Regions from separate parts of the Mus musculus genome. Here region 1 is linked to region 2. Evidence: chromatin contacts called from public Hi-C data. All regions are on one chromosome and are shown on one strand. Each heading gives the region's core, a stretch centred on a gene start, on an enhancer-like site or on the middle of the called end of the contact. The rest is flanking DNA. Distances are from core to core; before and after follow the strand shown. Region 1 has its middle 18 kb from the start of B230118I11Rik. Region 2 holds the start of Stag2 (stromal antigen 2).

Region 1 (4,084 bases), core at 1,259-3,758, 210 kb after region 2:
CTTTCGGGATAGCATTTGAAATGTAATTAAAGAAAATATCTAATTAAAAAAAAAAGAATCTTCCGGTCAGAAATATCCTGACAGCAAAGTTCCTACAAGGAGGGCCAGTTCTTAGGAGAGACTCTTGCTTCTTTATTAAGCTACTTTATGAAGGGGCTACCAGCAACCTGGTTAGTATGCTGGGACAGGCCTGGATTAGTTCAGCAGTAGTTGGTTAAATGCAGCCCTGTTCTGGCAGAAGTAATTTCTCCCAGGAGTCTATTGAACAAAAAATATTCTGACACTTAGAGGCAAGCAGTAGTAAGTAAGACTCTTCAAGAGTACAGCTGTCCCAGGAGGAGGCTGAGCTCAACTTGAACCACTTGGAGGACAAGTGGAGATGTCTAGCTAGCCAACGATCATTTTCAACAGACATCGAGAGCTGAGGATTTATGCCAAACGGACTGGAAAAGATTCTTAGCCAAAATGCCCCCTCTCCCTTGGCATTGAGAATTGAGTGCAGGGTGGTCAGGATATTCTAGGTGTTAATGGTGGAAAGTTGAAGAACTGATCAGCTATCAAGGATGATCAGGGTAGGGATACATCCGCTAACAGGATTCTTTGGTAAAAGTAGGCTGAGGGCCAGGCCAAGGCTAAGAACTGGTTAAAAAGAGAGCTTAGAGGCACCTGAATGAAGTGTAATTAAGGAGGAAACCTTGTTGTTCCTGGTCTACTGGGATGGACTTTTGTTATTAGGTCTGACAGTTGTTATGGCAGGAACTCAGGGCGCTCCCTCTGAGTGCAAGCCTGGCCTGGGAAAATGTTCCCAAACAGAAAATCCTAACCCTCTTCTCACCTAACTACAAATGTCAGAAAGATATAAATGAATGTGGCCAATCAAAACGAAGCTGCCTTTCTGAAAATCCACCCTACCATAAGGAGCAAGCATCAACCAATTAGAACTGTCATGTGCTGTACGGAAGGAAATTGCTGACATCAAGACCCAACCTAACCGAAAATGGACTGCTCCAAAATAGAAAATGCCAGTTTGTATTCTTATGGATAGTTCTATTATTGCTTTATTTACTGAATTCTTTGTGATAGACTAAGGAAGGTTGATTAAAAAAACCTGTTATTATTATTATTTTTTGTTTAGCTGTACAGTGAATTTTCTCCGCACAGATTGGCCTACCAATCTGTTTGACTCATAAAGATGCATGTCGAGAATCAGAGCTGGTGCCAGTGTGCGCTGCTGATTAGAATCTTCTGAACTTTGAAAACTCTAGGCTTGATCCTCACTAAGCCCTTGTCAATGAAGGAGGAATGAGATAACTATATGTTTAACATGCTTTCCTGGTGATTCTCATTAGCAGCTTGGCATGGGGCCATAGGCTTGCATTGTGGGCTGACTAAAGACAGTACTGGCTTGTTGTGGAGGGAAGGGGATGAGGGAAGGTTGAAGGGGATTCCTTGATCCCTTTCTCCAACACCGGCTCCAGCCATATTTGGAGGGCTCAAGATCTGTGTGCTTATGGAAATGGCAAATGAAGTGAAGATGGCAAAAGCTGCTACACTGGCTTTTTAGGCCTCCCGTCTAGGGCTTCTGTTGTCCCTCAGACATCTGGACCTTCACTCTCTTTCCCATCTTTTCTGAATTAAATAAAGCCTGCTCTTTTAAAAGAGGCTGGTTAACAGACAAAGATCCGAACATTGTAATGGTGCAGTGGACACAAAGTACCACCCCTACGTAACCAAGAAGCTATTTGCAATTAATGCCTGTTGGGAAAGGGAAAATCAGTCTCCCCCCCGCCCGACCCCCCCCCCCCAATGCAGTGTTGCTGGGTATACCACGCCAGGGCAGGCCCCATGTCCGTGTGTGTGTGTGTGTGTGTGTGTGTGTGTGTGTGTGTGAGAGAGAGAGAGAGAGAGAGAGAGAGAGAGAGAGAGAGAGAGAATTCGTGTTCCGCTTTGTTTTGTCTGGGTATATTTTGTCTTACTGATCCGATCTTTTCTTTCTTTTCTTTTTTTTTTTGTCCGTCTGTTTTTTGTTCTTTGTTTTTTGTTCCTTTTGTTGTTGAGAGAAAGAGAGGGAAAGAGCACGCGAAAGAACATAAAGTTGGCTGAGTAGGGAGGTGGGGAAGCAATCTGAGAGAAGTTGGGGGAGGGGAAAGAATTCGAGAGGTGAAGGGGAGAAGGGAGGGGCCCTGGGAAGCGGGGGGGGGCTGGGAGGAGAGAGGATGTGAATACGTATACATTAATGAAAAAATATGTTGTATGAAAAGAAATTTAAAAATTAAAAAGAGGCTGGCTGGTTAAGGGCTGTTGAAATATTGCCGTGGTAGACCAGATCGGAGGTCCTGGGTTAGATTCCAATGAATAACAAACAAACAAACAAACAAACAAACAAGAAGCTGGCTAAGTATTGTTCACTAAGGTTTACATTGTTGTTAAAGGAAGACCGAAACTTAGCCGATCCAGTGTGTGTAGATGCAGATGCTTGCCAGAGAGGGGAGCAAGGTGTCAGTTCCGTGTTGGTGGAGAGGAAGAAGTCGGCACTTGCTGTTTTGTTTCTCTTGCTTTTGCCTGAAGTCAGCTCCTAGATTTCGGCTGTGCCCCAGGTTTACAGGACATTCTAAACGCTACCAGTCAGTGTTCTGTCCTTTTCCTGAAAGGACAGGGGAAAAAAAAAAGTTCAAAGCTAAACCCTGATTCCCAGGTAAGATGCAACCCTTACTGAAATAGCACAGTGTCAGCAGAACGTGGTCTTATTGGCTCATTATCAGGCAAGGTCAGGATATTATTTCTGGAAGCTTCTGAAAGCCGCAGCCTGTTAGGGGAAAAAAATCTTTCCGAGAATTTCATACAGCTTGCTCTCCCTTGTTCTCATAGGCGCTCCCGTTGGCTGGGCTCCTTTTCTTCCTTTTCTTGGGCCTCTTTTTAAAATGCTAATGAAATTTGCTTGATCTCTGCTTCCACCTCCCACCCCCAGCTAATTTGGGAGATCAAGAAAGGGAGCTGATATCTATAAAAGATGGGCTTGTCTTTCCACCTGAGCTACCTTTGTATCTCAGTCCCCTTTTTAGCAGGAAATGGTGTCGGGGCCCTAAACACCAACATATATAACGTTGATTGTATTCTGCATAACAAATTGGATTAGGATAATTACCACACAGATGTTAAAAAACCCTGAATGCAAATCAATGCAATTAGTCATGACTTAATATACTATAATTCGCACGTTGGAAAGTCTTATTGTGATTATACTATTTTAGAACTAAATGCTTTAACCGAAAAGGGGAAAGAAAAGAATGCTTTTGCGCTGGTTCTGCACGTGCTCTGAACAAGAAACTGTCTTATGCTAATCCGAAATTTCACTACTCAGAATTCCTATTAACTAATCAGATCCTTCCATTTCTCCCCCCACCCCCTTATATAGAGAACTGCAGTTTCTTTAGCAAGACGATTTCATGCGCAATTCGACTTGAATGCCACCATTATGAACAAAAGAATCTGCACACGGATGCTTTTGACAAACATGGCTTTAGAAAACCCGAGTCTGGGTGGTGCGGAGCAGCCTCTCCCCTCCCTGGATGGACTCTGAAACAAAGCCAAGTGTAAGCAATTAGAATGAGTCCAAGTAGCCCTGCAGTAAGGAGACCTGTCAGAAGGGCAGTGGGCTCTGATCTGTCACAAAGGACTGTGCAGCTTGAGGGGGGCGGGGTGGGCAGGGTTGAAACTGCAGTTTAGAATCCCTCTTTCAGACTGCGCATCCAAGTGTGGTGCAGCATCAATCAATGGAAAGGTGCCTTTATCTAATTCACAGGCGCTGCCTTATACAGATGGGCCAGTAGTCGAATCACAGAGGAGAAAGTACAAGAAAACGAGTGTCATCTCCAGAAACAACAGTCGTTGGGAACCCTTGAGTTAGAGCAGTGAATACAGATCCAGTTCCCAAGTCAGTCAGGGTTACATAGTGAGAAATAAAGAAGGAAGGAAGGAACTAGAACTTGTATTTCAGGATAGATCATTTTTTTTCTGTGGTGGGTATACTGGGAATGAACCCCAGAGCCTGAGCATGGCAGGTGTGTACTCTACTATAACTTAG
Region 2 (4,046 bases), core at 808-3,307:
CAGGCCATTCCTGAGTGTCCCCCACCCCCGCATACAGTGCTCTAGGCAAAGGTCATGTAGGGTGGACTGGAAATGAAGTGACAAAAAGAAAAAATATCCTCACAATAAACACCCAAGGGTGATAAAGAGTCAAGGGAGTTGGACTGGGTGCAAAAGGTCTTTCTGTACTTCAAAATACTTGTGGGAGGGCTATGAGGAAGTACCAAGAACTGTAATTGTTAACAATGTGGCAAGGCCGCCTCCACACAAGGCAGCAGTGAGTGTCTAGTAATCTCCACAGGTCCCCTGCTAACCCTGTCCTTGCACGTGGATTTCACGCCACTTTGTCTGGTCCCATCTCCTCTTCCGCCCCCAAAAGTCACCTATAAAACCGGCTGAGCGGCCAATTAGCCTAGTAGTCCAGCTCCCTAAGTCTAGTAGAATTTGAGTATGGAGCTCACATTTTTATGGATCAGGAATAGTGAGTTGAAAATTATATCTATATATCCACATACACATATATATGTATAATTATATGTAATTCCCCCCACCCGTAGTCTTCCTGATAAAGAGAATCTTTAAACCATACTCGAAGGAAAAAAGAAAGCAAGCAAAATTGCCAAGCTATCCATTCTCGCTGGGATCAAGTGGCCTAGTTGGGTCTTTTGGGGAGGAAGTGTGAGGAGTGTTGGAAAGGACGTGAGGAAACCAGAGATCTGGGAACAAGTGGCCCTTTACTGGGGTGGGTTGTGTTGGAGAGCTCTGAAGGGTGCTGCTAGCCTGCAGGGCTGCCAGGGCTGCGCAGGGGGCGGGGAGCCGGACGATCGGCCCGCTGAAGCCCCGGAATTCCCACGGCGGGGCTCCAGTGGACACTGTCGCCGGCCTCTCGGCGACCTCCTCGGTGGCGCCGTGGGCCCTCAGCCAGTCCGCGCAGGGCGGAAGCGCGTCCCAACGGCTGAGTAAGAGAGGCGCGGGCACGCCAGCTTGTTTACCCCACTCGGCGGCGCGCCCCTGCGGGCGCCCCGTTCACAGGAGGCGTCCGAGCCGCGGAAGCGGGGAGTCCGGCGGCGGCGATTGGTCGGCGACACGGGGAGGAGGCTGGCGGGTGGGAGGGCTGCGTGGCGCGCGCCGCAATGGCAGCCCGCCGCCGCTAGATGCCGCTGCCTCCCAACAGGAGCTGGGCCGCGGGTTCGCGGCCGACAGATGGCGCCTGCGCGTTCCATTCGCCTCCAAGTCGCCGAAGAGCGAACACCCCAAACAATCCCGAAGCGCCACCAAAAAAAAAAAAAAAAAAAAAAAAAAAAAGAAAGAAAAAAAAAAAAAAGAAAAGAAAAAAAAAAGAAAGGAAAAAAAATACAGAAAAAAGGGAAAAAAACAAAACAAAACAAAAAAAGCACCCCGCCGGATCCGACCGCCACTTTCAAACCCCCCCACGGCTCTAGACCCGCGGGAGCTTCCGTCCCTCAGTAGAACTCAAGGGTGGAAAGAAGAGGAAGGGGGAAAAATCTTGTACCAGCCCAGGGGTGAAGAAGCCCCCGGCCTGAGAAAGAAGGAAGGAGTGGGGGAGGCCAACAGTCTCCTTGCTGCCTCTGTAGACGCTGAGGGGGGAGGTAAGTTATAAAATGGCGGAGGCGAAGCTTCTAGAAGTTTGGAGGGGCACCCGGAGGGCGCGCGGCCCACCGTGAGGTGTGTGTGCTTGCGATCGGGCGAAGAGAGCGTGCGGCCGGCCGGGAGGGAGCCGAGAAGGCCGGGCGCTCCGGGGCCGGGCCGCGGCCTCGTAGGGGGCCCCGCGCGGGGCAGCGAGCGAGCGAGTGGCCGTGTCCGGGCGGGGAGCGAGCCAGCGTCGCCCCGGCCCCGCGTCACCCCCTGCCTGTCCTCTCCGTCCCCAAGTCGCTACCCCAACACTTCCAAGGAACTTGCAGTCGCCCCCTGCGTCCCCTCCCCGCCTCCTTCCTCCCGGAGCCGCTTTTTTAGCGCAAGACGCTCCCTTCTCACTCCCCTCGCTGGAAGGTTGTCCCTTCGCCTCCCTCGCCCAAGTCTCCCCCGGGGACCTCGGCGGAGGGGGCTCCCCCCCCCACGGGTGGCCCAAAATGGAGAACGCGCAGCGGCGCAAGATGGAGGCTCGGCGCCTCCGCGTAGCCTGCTCGCTCGCTTCCTCTCCTCCCGGGGCCTCTTAAGCAGCCCGTGGAGGGGGACGAGAGCCCCCCAGACTGGAGGTGGGGTGGGGGTGCCATCCCTGGCCGGGATTCGGGGGGGGGACGGGTGGAGAAGAAAGGGGCAAACCCGGGGAGGCCACGGCCCGGTGGCGTGTGGTGGCGGGGAGGGGGGGTGGTGGTGGTGGCGGTGGGAGAGCGCGCCGTGGTGGTGCGGGGAAGGAAGCGAGCAAGATGGTGGTGCTGGGAACCCGGGGGGAGGGGAGGCCGAGCAGGCTCGTTTGTGTCTATTTGGGCCTCGGACCGAGGGAGGCGAGGGAAAATCTACTCTGCTCACACCCCTCCCTCGTCCCCCCTCCCCTCTCCCTTCCCCTCCTTGCCTCCCTCCCTCCCCTCCCCTCCCCTCCCCTCCCCTCCCCTCCCTCCCCTCCCTCTCTCCCTCCCTCCCTCCCTCTCTTCCTCCCTTCCTAGAGAGGGAACAACATTCATGTGACGGGCCCCTCGGCTTCTCTCCCCCGCCCCATCATCTCCAGCGCGTGGTGGGGGAACTGCTTGGGCAAAGCGGTTGGCATCGATCTCTCCATCCTTCCCGAGGCCCCGACTTCGGTCAGTTTTCTTAGGGCACCAATTTTCGAAATCGTTTGGGGTCCGGCGGCGTCGGTCCCCAGCGCGTAGAGCTTGCCCCGAAGGGGGCCCTGCCTGCCTGGCATGGGCGGAGGGGGGGGAAGGGCGGGAGTGGAAGGCTGTTTGTTGGGGGGTTTTGGCGCCACTTTTGTTTTAGTTTTAGTGCTGCTTTTTCGTTCCCACCCCCACCCGCACTGTCTTTCTCAAGGCACGAACTGAGCTGATCCTTGCCCCAGGTAGGCAGCCTCTGTTTTCCCTCCACACTTTTATTCTTGCTTGAGGGCGACTTTCTCTTTTCTTCTCTCACGTATCCGGAGATCTGCGGACTACAATTTTAGGAGAAAAAGGGTCGGCTGGGCCATGGGAGAGAGAAGGTGTGGGAAACAGCATCAAGTAGTTCCGCAAAACTTTGAGCCCCGTTCCCATTTTCTTCTGGCCTAGAATTGTAAACGTATTGTTGATTTCGGCCTTTTTTTCCCTTTCCCTCCCGCCGCGACAATGTCTTGTTTTGCCTTTAGTTTTGATTTTTTTTATTATTTTTTTGATAAACCGCTGTACTTTCGGCATTTAGTTTCTTCTCCTTGGTGTTATATGTCATTTTATTTTTAATCCTCAACGGTAATGGGTTCTCGTGTGATTTTTTTTTTTCGGGCTTTGGTGCTCGACTTGAATTTTTAATATTGCATTAGTAGTTTCATCCGGTCTGGGAGACTTTCTTCTCCGTGGCCTAGGATGTTTTTTTATGTTGTTGCCTACTCCCTCCCTCTCCCTCCTCCTTTCTTCTGTATGTAGTTTTTAAATTGAGGGTCGTGGTTTTTGATTTAATGATTATTTCCAGCTTCTATGCTATGTCTATCAGAAACTTTTGATCTGTGGGGTTAGGTTTAAGTAAAGGAGACGCTTGTGTTGGTTTGCAATGGTTCCTTAAAATGCGCGGGCCGCCTCCTCCTCGACCCTGGTAAAACCCCATCTTCCCTTCACATTGGAGTGTAAATTCCGTACCCCCTTTCTCCCACGGACCGCCGTATTTCACAGCAGCCACACCCTGTATATATGTCTCTGTGGATTGGACTCATTATCAGCTTAATTTAGTGACTTAAACCACCATGATGGGACTTGCTTAAGCACGAAGCTTCTTTTCCTGTTTGGTCCTGGTGGCTAGTGTCGAAAGAGGAATAATCGAGGTTTCTTAATGAAACCTAGTGCGGTCCAAGCATTGCCTTTTTTTCTGTTGTCTTTTTTCCTACTCCGGGCTGTTGGCGGTGTCAGCACCGCTGCTGGGGGCGGGGG

The links. A called contact is a pair of places that touch in the nucleus more often than the background predicts.
Region 1: a contact with region 2 is called in a Hi-C map of reprogramming fibroblasts, with 3 times the contacts expected there. The contact joins the enhancer-like site here to the promoter of Stag2 in region 2. A contact is called at or near these places in 5 of 484 Hi-C or Micro-C datasets (CD8 T cells, double positive thymocytes, reprogramming fibroblasts and 1 more), 2 of 115 datasets of contacts at active chromatin or transcription factors (stem cell-derived neural progenitor cells and thymic regulatory T cells) and 2 of 9 other capture datasets (adipose tissue and pancreatic islet).

The regions. Positions count from the first base shown.
Region 1 is chrX:42,358,198-42,362,281 of GRCm38.p6, forward strand. No RefSeq gene overlaps it. Among named protein-coding and RNA genes, the nearest start is that of B230118I11Rik, 18 kb to the right of the region's middle. Within about 2 kb of position 2,509, at least 77 of the 459 cell types and tissues checked have an H3K27ac peak or open chromatin away from gene starts, as enhancers often do. A contact at or near this core is called in CD8 T cells, adipose tissue, double positive thymocytes and 3 more, where this site is marked.
Region 2 is chrX:42,148,097-42,152,142 of GRCm38.p6, forward strand. It overlaps Stag2 (stromal antigen 2), which reads left to right and starts at 2,058. Exons shown (of 34, transcript NM_001290713.2): 1 at 2,058-2,195.